Regions from separate parts of the Capra hircus genome. Here region 1 is linked to region 2. A link is a contact called in public Hi-C data. All regions are on one chromosome and are shown on one strand. Each heading gives the region's core, a stretch centred on a gene start, on an enhancer-like site or on the middle of the called end of the contact. The rest is flanking DNA. Distances are from core to core; before and after follow the strand shown.

Region 1 (5,369 bases), core at 2,324-4,823, 440 kb after region 2:
CAATATGTTTACATTCAATACTATACTTAAAAAGCTTTCTCAGTGTTATTTGTCTACTTATTTTATTCAAATTATTTCACAGTTTAATTTTTTATATTTATATATTAATTTTATTTAAATAATATATACATTATACTAATTTTTATATTAAATTCATTAATCTGATATTTCTATGGTATAAAGTGGTATTTGGGGTGGGAAAAATCTAATTTAATTGACTTTTCAAGACAGTCAACCACTGATTGATCAACTGACTAAAAATTATTTCTTTTCACATTGATTTTTAAATATTTCATTTATCATTCACCAAATATTCAAAATTAAATCAGAATTTCCTATCTTTGTGTTAGTGCTATATTTTTCCAGTTATTGCAGATCAAAAGCACATTTAGATATCTCGTAATGTTGGTCCCACTCTTCTTTATTTTGTTACGTGAGTCACTTAGTCAGTTGTCAGAGAAATTTAATTGGCTTTTTGTTTGTAATTTCATTAAAGCTAGATGCTAAGGATTTGGAAATTATATACTGTTTTTCATTATCTTTTCAAACTGATTAATTCTAATAAAATGAAAATAAATATAGCATTGTCAGTTTACTAACTTACATTATTATTTTTATTCTTTGTTTTTTTAATTTTATTATCTTCCATTTTCCCAGTTGATTATTTTGTTGTTTCATTAGACAATTATACTATCTTCTTTTACTCTTGTTTCTCCTTTCATTGGCTAGAATTTTTAGAATAATGTAAAATTTTAGTGAAAACAGCAAGTACACTTAGCTTCTTTCTGATTTTAATAGGAATGCCTCCAAAGTGAGATTAAGAAGGATGTTGGCTACTAGTATGAGACTAAATTTTGTTTAAAATTCCAAGAGTTGAATTATACTTTCATCAACTTTTAGCACCCATAGAATCATTTTTGCCTCTTGGACTAATATTAAGCCTTCCTGGAAATAAGCCCACATGGCCAAGATGTATTTTCAAACAGAGTATTGGAAAGTATTTTAATTAAGCCTGTGGTATCTATATTCACAAGTAAAAGTGGTCATGTCAGATTCTGGTTTAAAGATCATGCTTTTTAAAGTGAGTAAAAAGCTTTCCATCATTCTTCAAAAATACTTTACATAATATGAGAATAATCTGGTCTTTAAAAGTTTGAAAGGACTAACTCATTAGATAGCTTGGGGCCTTTTTTAGAGCTAATCTTTGACATTTTTTCCAAATTATTTTATGGTTATTATACTTTCAGGTTTTCTATTTCTCCTTGGCTCCAGTTTGCAATTTCTATTTGTCAAGGAAACATTGTTTAACTAGAATTTTTAAGTGTATGGCTATGTATTTACACATATTTTTCTCATATTTTTAAACTAGCCTTACCTAAGGTAATAGATTATCCCATTCCTAAGCCTGCACAGCATTACTAATATTTTATTAAATTTTTTAAAAACTAGTTTTTCAGTTAAAGATGTTTTTCAGATTTAGATGTTTAACTAGTTTTTTTTTTTTTTAAGATTTTGGATTTACTTGCCAATTCTGCTCTTCAATTAATTTATTTTGATTTACATCTTTGGTCTTCCTAGCAGTAAGACTTCTTAAGAAAGAATACTTTATTCTTTTGTATTTTACAAATACAAATACAAAGGCCACAGAGATGCTGGTCTTTCCTGTTTTAAATACTCTCAGTGTTATACATTTCTTTATGATGCTTTATAATTATACATTTATTGGGGTGACTGATTAATCTGTGTTTCTCTCACAAGACTACAAATACCAAGAGGGCAGAAATTATATATGTGTTCCTTACTAGTGAACACACAGGGCCTACAGTGGGTGGATGGCAACAACCATGTGTTGACAGAATGGATGAAAAATAAGATCAGAATGAGAAATACAATCTAGCCCTCTCCCCCTTCCTTGGAGCTCACTGTTTGCCAGCACCAAACGTCCCACTTACCAGCCCGATAAGCAGCTGCTGGTGGTTGTCTTCCTCCTGGAAGAGGGGTGTTAATCTTGGCTCTGAAATTAAACAGAGTGATAGTCAAGCAGGGTGGTTTTTAGGAAATGACCAGAAGGAAGAGGCCTCAGTCTGGGCTTCCCTTCTCTGAGTCATTGGGAAAATATAACACTTTCCTGACAGGATGAAAACTTTTCTTTCAGTGTGACCCTGTCCTACACGCTGCAACTTATCACTCAGGTATGCAGGGAGCACTGTGAACCAGAGAGAGGCACAGACTGAAAGAGAGAGAGAACACAAGGAACACATTCCCAACACCAATGCCCTCTGGCTTAAATTTCTCTTCAATGTGGAGACATGTCACTGAGATCCTCTGCTTCACAGGAGACTAAACAACTCAGGTCCTCTCTTAAACCTAAGGAGTGGCAAACCCAGGAACAGGGACTGAGTGGAAGGATCACGTGCCTCCCTTCTTTCTGACTCCAACTTGTAGTTTATAGAATTACTGAGGTGAGGGGACCAGTCACCGCAGTCAATTACTGTGGCAAATAGTAACTGGCACAAGTTATTGGACTGAAAATGTAGTTAGACTGAGATGGAAAAGTGGCATGTAAAGATAAACCAAATGGCACTTTCTCCACCATGATTTGCACTGTACCAGCAAGACTGAAGGGGCAGGCAAACGCTGTCTCTAGGAAGACCTCCTAGAGCACCTTCATGCCCCATCTTCCTCTGCCAAAACCTGAGTCACAGTGCTGGTCAAGAGGTAGAACTGCCCTGGTTAGGGAGCTGAGGACTCCTTTCAGGAGGGCACAGATGCTTCTTGACTCCTTGGGATAAATCCTAACTGGATCCTACACAACCTTCATGATGAAAAATTCAAAACTAGAGCCCAGCAGTTTTCATGGTTATTCCGCATTTCATAAAGAATGTTCTCTTCTGACAGTGACTTTCTTCCTAGGAAACTAGCACAAACAAAAAATATGAGAGGAAGTTCCCTAAAGTGCATCAAGACAGAATGACTAGTAATAACTGCAAACGGCCCTGAAGTACAGGAGCAGAAGGAGCTCTAACCAGACTTGGGAGCAGAAGATACAGAAACCTCAGCCAGACCAGTCACACGTCCCATACTACAAATCCCCGAGTGATGCAAGAAGGGGAGCCTGCAAGCATGTGCACACCCCTGGCTGACTGCTCCTGCCCGGGGCTGGTGGCAGAGCCCTGGCTTCAGGCCGGGACGACCCAGGGCTGCTCAGTGACTTCACTGCTCACATGGGCTGTGTACACAGCTGCAGGATGTGCAGCAAAGCACTGTATAAAATAATTTCCATTAGGGTCACCCAGCATATAACTAAAACATCCAAGCCCATAAAACAACATAAAAATTACAGCTTAGGGAAAAAAAAAGGGCAAGGCTGACCTTTAAGAGGTGTGAAAGAGTCCTACAGATAGATAGCTGGAGAGAGAATAGCTCTAGGCCAAGGGAAGTACACCCTGCAAGTACAGCCAGCGAGCATGTTAATTAGATCAGTTCTACAGGGAAACAGGAGGAAAACCTACAGTCAGGGAGTCCTACAGCAAAAGCACATTCAGCAGCTGTTCCCAAAGGACCTGGTGCCAAGAGAGACATGGAAGGAACTGGGAGTCGCTCTGACAGGAAGATAGTAAAGGGTATTGCCTTCACTGAGCTAGTGGAAGTGATTTCCCGGCCAACCCACAGTGGGAGGAGGAATGGTGTTACAAACAAACAACTGACTGAAATCCAGAAGGCTTTATTACAGGTCTTTTCTTACCCAAATTCTTTGCTTCTAGGTTAGAAATCACCCTACAAGAAAAATTAGCCAATGTTATTCACACAGGAAACATTAATAAAAAAAATAAAAAATAAAAACCCACAATACCATACAAAGATATTATCGTTTAAAAACCCATAAAACCACTGCAGAAACTGTTCTCAGGCTGCTGAAAACCTCAAAAACTTTAATCAACTTGGCAAAAGCCACATTAAGCAATTATAAAATCTCAAAACTCTTTAGTGCAAACAATGACGGTAATTTAGAACAATTGCAGCTCTCAGTTATTGGAAATAATGGGAACAGAAAATAGAACAGGGGTTGGAATGGGGCCTCGGCTTGTAGCACTCTGAGATGACTCATCTGCTCAGAAAACACGCTTTCAAAATAAGAGCAGGTTCACCAGCCGACTAACTCTTATTTAAAATCAACCCACTGCTTGTAGCCCTCTAAAGCGCTCTATTAATAAGCGCTTTCATTACTACTTATTCCTTGAGTCATCCATCCCCAGGATGCAAATCTAAAAGGTTTAACATACAAACTATTCCCACAAGAAACTCTAGCTCCAATCTGCAAAGCAGGGCTCGGTGGCTGCTGACAGCATCATCTCATTGAGAATACAACAAAAGTAATAAGCTACTTCCCTGAAAGGCAGCCAGCAAAGTAATTACAAAAGATAGCCATCTTATAGCTATAATAGTCCTTCATTTTACTTACTTTATTGCATTATCAAGAATATTTCTCACATACACCGTAGACCTTCTTTTTCCTGTTTTCTAGGAGTGAAAATACATCAGAGGTATGGAAGGTGAAGGTTTTGTGGGTGACATTTTTCACACTAAGGTCATAATACAATATAGTTAAGAGTTCAGAAAAAAGGAGACTTTCTTTCAAGGTAATCACAACACCTAGATTCTTAAAAAATTGGCTTAAAAAACTTTTATTCTGAACCTATTACAAGTTTTCGGGGACCTGCAAGTCCAACTATATTTTATATATCAATACAATAACACTACGACTCTAGCCAACAATGCTGCAGAGAAGAGCTCACACACTCTTCACCCAGCCTCTCCCAGTGTTCATCTCTTACATAAACAACAGCAGTGCAATACCCAAACCAGTGAGCATACAGTTCTGCCATCTCATCACATGGATAGATTCACATACGACAATGTACAGCCATAATCCAGATACAGAACTGCTCCATCACCCCCAAGATCTCCCTTGTGCTACCCGTTTATAGGAGTCATATTCACTCTTTTGCTTTCAACCATTCCTAACCCGTCTGTCTGTGCTCAGTTGATCACGTGTGTCCGACTCTTTGTCACTCTATGGATTGTAGCCAGCCAAGCTCCTCTGTCTATGAGATTTCCCAGGCAAGAATACTGGAATGGGTTGCCATTTCCTCCTCCAGGGGATCTTTCCCATCAAGGGATCAAACCCACGTCTCCTGCACTGGCAAGTGGATTCTTTACCACTAAACCATCAGGGAAGCCCTCCCTAACTCCTGCTGCTTCTGCTGCTGCTAAGGCGCTTCAGTCGTGTCCGACTCTGTGCGACCCCTAACTCCTAGCAACCGCAAATTTGGGAACCTATAGATTTTTTAAAATTACTTTTTAACTAT
Region 2 (5,487 bases), core at 2,070-4,569:
GTGCTGCAAATCCTTTTCCTCTGTCTCAAATGGAGAGATATTCAATATATGTCTCACCAATACTTTAATAAGAAGTTTCTTCTTTGGGGAGGAACTCATAGAAGAAAATAAGATGGCAGCAGCTTTCTGACGTTCCATATATGTGCCTTAAGGACTATCTTAGATATAATCCAATAAGTCATTTGTTTATCAAGTATATGAACTGTGCTACAGTTTTTCAAATATAACCCTGAAAATGTTGTGAATGATAAAATTTGAGAGTTTTTAAAAGAATTTTTGGATTCACAGTAAATTTTGATTTTGATGTTGGATTTTCTCAGTCATTTTCATGGCTGACTTTAAAAAGAAGTTCTTTATAGCCAAGACATGGAAGGAGCCCAAATGTCCACCAACAGATAAATGGATAAAGAAGATGCAGTATATACAACCAATGGAAAGCTGCTGCTGCTGCTAAGTCGCTTCAGTCGTGTCCAACTCTGTGTGACCCCACAGACAACAGCCCACCAGGCTCCCCCATCCCTGGGATTCTCCAGGCAAGAACACTGGGGTGGGTTGCCATTGCCTTCTCCGAATGAAGTGAAGTTGCTCAGTCGTGTCTGACTCTTTGCGACCCCATGGACTCTAGACTACCAGGCTCCTCGGCATGGGATTTTCCAGGCAAGAATACTGGAGTGGGTTGCCCATTTCCTTTTCCAGGGGATCTTTCTGACCCAGGGATTGAACCTGGGTCTCCCACATTGTAGGCAGACGCTTTACTGTCTGAGCTACCAGGAAAGCCCAAGTGGAAAGTTACTTGGTCATAAAAAAGAATGAAATAATGCCATTTGCAGCAACATGGATGGATCTGGATATTATCATACTAAGTGAAGTAAACCAGAAAGAGAAATACAAATGCCAAATGATATCACTTATATGAAATCTAAAATATGATACAAATGAACTTATTTACAAAATAGAAACAGACTCACAGTCATAGAAAACAGTTACCAGAGGAAAAAGGAAAAGTTCAGTTCAGTTCAGTTCAGTCACTCAGTCGTGTCCGACTCTTTGCGACCCCATGAACTGCAGCATGCCAGGCCTCCCTGTTCATCACCATCTCCCGGAGCTCACTCAGACTCACGTCCATCAAGTCCGTGATGCCATCCAGCTATCTCATCCTCTGTCGTCCCCTTCTCCTCCTGCCCCCAATCCCTCCCAGCATCAGAGTCTTTTCCAATGAGTCAACTCTTCGCATGAAGTGGCCAAAGTCTTAGAGTTTCAGCTTTAACATCATTCCTTCCAAAGAAATCCCAGGGTTGATCTCCTTCAGAATGGACTGGTTGGATCTCCTTGCAGTCCAAGGGACTCTCAAGAGTCTTCTCCAACACCACAGTTCAAACGCATCAATTCTTCTGTGCTCAGCCTTCTTCACAGTCCAACTCTCACATCCATACATGACCACTGGAAAAACCATAGCCTTGACTAGACAGACCTTAGTCGGCAAAGTAATGTCTCTGCTTTTGAATATACTATCTAGGTTGGTTATAACTTTTCTTCCAAGGAGTAAGCATCTTACAATTTCATGGCTGCAGTCACCATCTGCAGTGATTTTGGAGCCCCCCAAAAATAAAGTCTGACACTGTTTCTACTGTTTCCCCATCTATTTCCCATGAAGTGATGGGACTGGATGCCATGATCTTCGTTTTCTGAATGTTGAGCTTTAAGCCAACTTTCTCACTCTCCTCTTTCACTTTCATGAAGAGGAGAGAGACAAATTAGGAGTTTGGGAATATCAGATACAAACTACTATATATAATATAGATAAAGAACAAGGTCCTAATGTATAGCACATGGGATTATATTCAATATCCTATAATAAACCGTAATGAAAAATTATACATATATATGGACATATGCATGTGTGATTGCTAAGTCACTTCAGTCATGTCTAACTCTGTGCGACTCTATAGACTGTAGACTGTCAGGCTCTTCTGTCCATGGGATTCTCCAGATGAAAATACTGGAGTGGGTTTCCATGCCCTCCGCCAGTAGACCTTCCCCACCCAGGAACTGAGCTCATGATGTCTCCTGCATCTGCTGCATTGCAGGTGGTTTCTTTACCACTGAGCCACTGGGAAGCCCATATGTGTGTGTGTGTGTGTCTGCCTGCAACATGGGAGACCTGGGTTCAGTCTCTGGGTTGGGAAGATCCCTTGGAGGAGGGCATGGCAACCCACTCCAGTATTCTTGCCCGGAGAATCCCCATGGACAGAGAAGCCTGGTGGGCTACAGTCCATGAGGTCGCAAAGAGTCCGACACGACTGAGCAACTAAGCACAGCACAGCATATGTATGTGTGTGTGTATAAATATATATATATATAGCATTTTGCTGTACACCATAAACTAATATAACATTGTAAATCAACTATACATCAATAAAAAAGGGTTCCTCATATTTAAAATTGGTAGAAACCATTGATCTATGGTAATCACAACTATGTCTTCAATTGGACAGTAAAGCACTTCTCAAGTACTGGAAAATTCTGTGCAATGACTCTGTTGCCGTTTACAATGGATTTTTTTAAAGAGTAAAGGTAAACTGCATTTTGTTCTGGTCACTTGGTAGCACTGAATAAATATAGAGGGCATATCTGTAAGGCACATTTACTGAAAAAACTGTCACGTTATTTGACTTTGTAATTGACTGAACAGAAAGTCTATCTGTTGCTTAGGAAGAACTTGCAGATCCGGACACACTGATTCTACTTTATTTCCCCAGGCTCTGTTATGTGGTCTACTGGTTACATGTCCTGAGGATCCTCTGAGGTATTTAGAGGAAATGATCATTGGAATAATGGAAAATGGTCTTGAAACTCTACTCTGGTGAGTAGTATTTTGATTAATGGTAGGGAGATATTTTAATTTGAAGATAAAACACTCATTGTATAGTATCCAAAAAGGTCTTACTAATGAATGTTTCCAATCTTAAGATTATTAAAGAATCTTTGCAGGGGATTTTAAATCCCCTAAACTTCAATAGTAACAATTTCTCCACTGGTTCCTAACTCAGAAACATACTTCACTGTTATCAAGAACATGTGCAGTTTATTTCAACTTGAGGATGAGGACAGAGGCATGCCTTCTTGGGGAGCTCAGCAGAATTGTGAGGGGGAGTAATTTGAAAAAGTTTTCCAGGAGATTCTGACATGTTAAGCCCAAGGGGAAGTGTTTTTCCTTCCCTTCCCCTCCACCATTTAAAATCACAGATTTAATTATGGAACTAACAACTATGAAATGAAATGATTTTTTTACTACATCTTTTGATTTTTTCCAAGGGATATGTGCATTGATCCATTAATGAAACCAAAAATTCGGAGACTGTCTGAAACTTACCTGGAACAACTTTTTGGACTGGATGATCAGCTGGTAAGTATTATTAACCAAACATTCTACGCTATAAGTCTTAAGTTTGGATGGAAACCCTCAAATAGATTTTAGATTTCATGAGAGGCATGAGGTCAAATTGTTTTTGAAACTGAGGACACTCAGGAAAGTGAAGGAACATTTCATACATATATACAAAGCAACACTCATAGTAACCTCCCCAGACTTCCAAGAAGCATTTGGATAGGCAGTTATTATTCATCTTTCTGATAAAATCTTCCCATTAAATTTCCCCCTTTTTCCTTCTGCCCGTCTCTTGCATCTTTACAATGGTTTTTAAAAGAATAGCGTTATAGAAAGCTTTAAAGGAGGATAGTTTCTTTCCATTCTAATCTACTTCCTCTGTATTCCATTCTCCTCCATTTTCTTTGCTGTCTGTCCAGGAATTATGCTCCAAAGATATGGCTGAAACATTAATAAGAACCTAACTTAAAAGCCAGACCAACTTAATGAGAGGAACAACCAGCTCCAACAGTTGGTTTTGATCCTGTAAAGAGGGCAAGGAAGTACTGCAGGATATGGAGACTTTTAGAACAAAGATTGTGTAACTGAGAGAAGCTAAAATGACAAAAGGCATGTAGAGAGAGAAACAGCAACACGAACTAGGTGTGTGATATCTCTAGATCCCTCACCAGTGTCTCGGTGAGGGTAGACAGGGCTAGCTGCTGGTGAAGCCAGGCATTGAAAAGCGGAATCAAAGTCATGGTCACAGTGAGTGCTGAGAGCCGGGAAAGAACTGAAGAGTCATTTAGAAGGATGGGTGGAGGGGCCTCCCTGTTGGCTCAGTGGTAGAGAATCCACCCACCAACACAAGAGACTCAAGTTTGATCCCTGATCCAGGAAGATCCCACATGCCTCACAGTGACTCAGCCCACTGGCCACAACTACTGAGCCTGTGCTCTAGAGCTGGGGAACCACAACTATTGAGCCCACAGGCTGCAACTGTTGAAGCTCAGTGCCCTCGAGCCTGTGCCCCGCAACAAAAGAAACCACTGCAGTAAGAAGCCTGTGCAATGCAGAGTAGCCCCTGCTCGCTGCAACTAGAGGAAAGCCCGACCACAACAAAGACCCAGCACAGCCAGAAATAAAGTGTTAGTTGCTCAGTCGTGTCCGACTCTTTGCATCATGGACTGTAGCCTGCGAAGCTCCTCTGTCCATGGAATTCTCCAGGCAAGAATACTGGAGTGGGTTGCCATTCCCTTCTCTAGAGGATCTTCCCCACCCAGGGATCGAACCCGTGTCTCTTGCATCTCCTACACTGCAGGTGTATTCTTTACCACTGAGCCACCAGTGCAAACAAATAAATTTAAAAACCTGTTTTTTAAAAAAGAAGAAGAAGAGTAACATTGGATCTTAACCAGTGTCTGCAACAGAGAGATAGAAATAGAGGGATGGGATATTTCTGTCAAGCCTGGGATGATTCTGAGGCACCAGTACACTGGGAAGAACCACTTGTTTGATCATAGATGATCTGCATCATGATATGTGAGTCTCAATGACTTTATCAAGCACAGAATTTTGATCCACTACAGAGCACAGACATCTGCAAAGTGTGTTCTTGGAGGTGTTTTGGGGCAACCTCAGGAGCTGGAGAGGGAAGATCCAGGGGATGACATTCTTGGTCCTCTCCTCCTCAGCCCTTATCCTCTAGAACAGTCCTGCATTGAGAATAACGTCACATGAAAAAAGCTTGAAAAACCACTGCTCTAAGATACTAAAATTATTACAAACCACTGATCTAGAAGGGTAAACATTGTCAATATTTTGAAACTGACCTCATAAAACACAATCAGATTGTGTCCAATGTCTAGCTAGAAGCCTAAAGAGAATCTTTAAAAGTTTGCACAGAATTCTAAGAGATACTGTAGCTACTTCAAATCTTAAGTTTCACTTGAAAAGAAATTCTCAGAGATATTTCATGACATTAAAAGTACAAAATATTGGCACAGATCCAGATTTAGAATGGGATATGAAAATTCACCAAGGCATAGAAAGAATGCCCACTTCATAAGTCAGAAAAAATAGAAACTAGGTATAACTTTGCAAACTGTAAATCTGTGTTG

What was found. A called contact is a pair of places that touch in the nucleus more often than the background predicts.
Region 1: a Hi-C map of blood shows a contact between it and region 2, with 4 times the contacts expected there. The contact joins the enhancer-like site here to the promoter of FBXL13 in region 2. A contact is called at or near these places in 2 of 5 Hi-C or Micro-C datasets (both in blood).

The regions. Positions count from the first base shown.
Region 1 is chr4:76,402,923-76,408,291 of ARS1.2, forward strand. GSAP (gamma-secretase-activating protein) reads right to left here. Exons shown (of 31, transcript XM_018047267.1): 21 at 4,463-4,521; 22 at 3,746-3,777; 23 at 1,953-2,014. Among named protein-coding and RNA genes, the nearest start is that of GSAP, 70 kb to the right of the region's middle. Within about 2 kb of position 3,574, at least 3 of the 5 cell types and tissues checked have an H3K27ac peak or open chromatin away from gene starts, as enhancers often do.
Region 2 is chr4:75,959,572-75,965,058 of ARS1.2, forward strand. FBXL13 (F-box/LRR-repeat protein 13) reads left to right here and starts at 3,320. Exons shown (of 19, transcript XM_013963219.2): 1 at 3,320-3,406. The coding sequence starts at 3,320.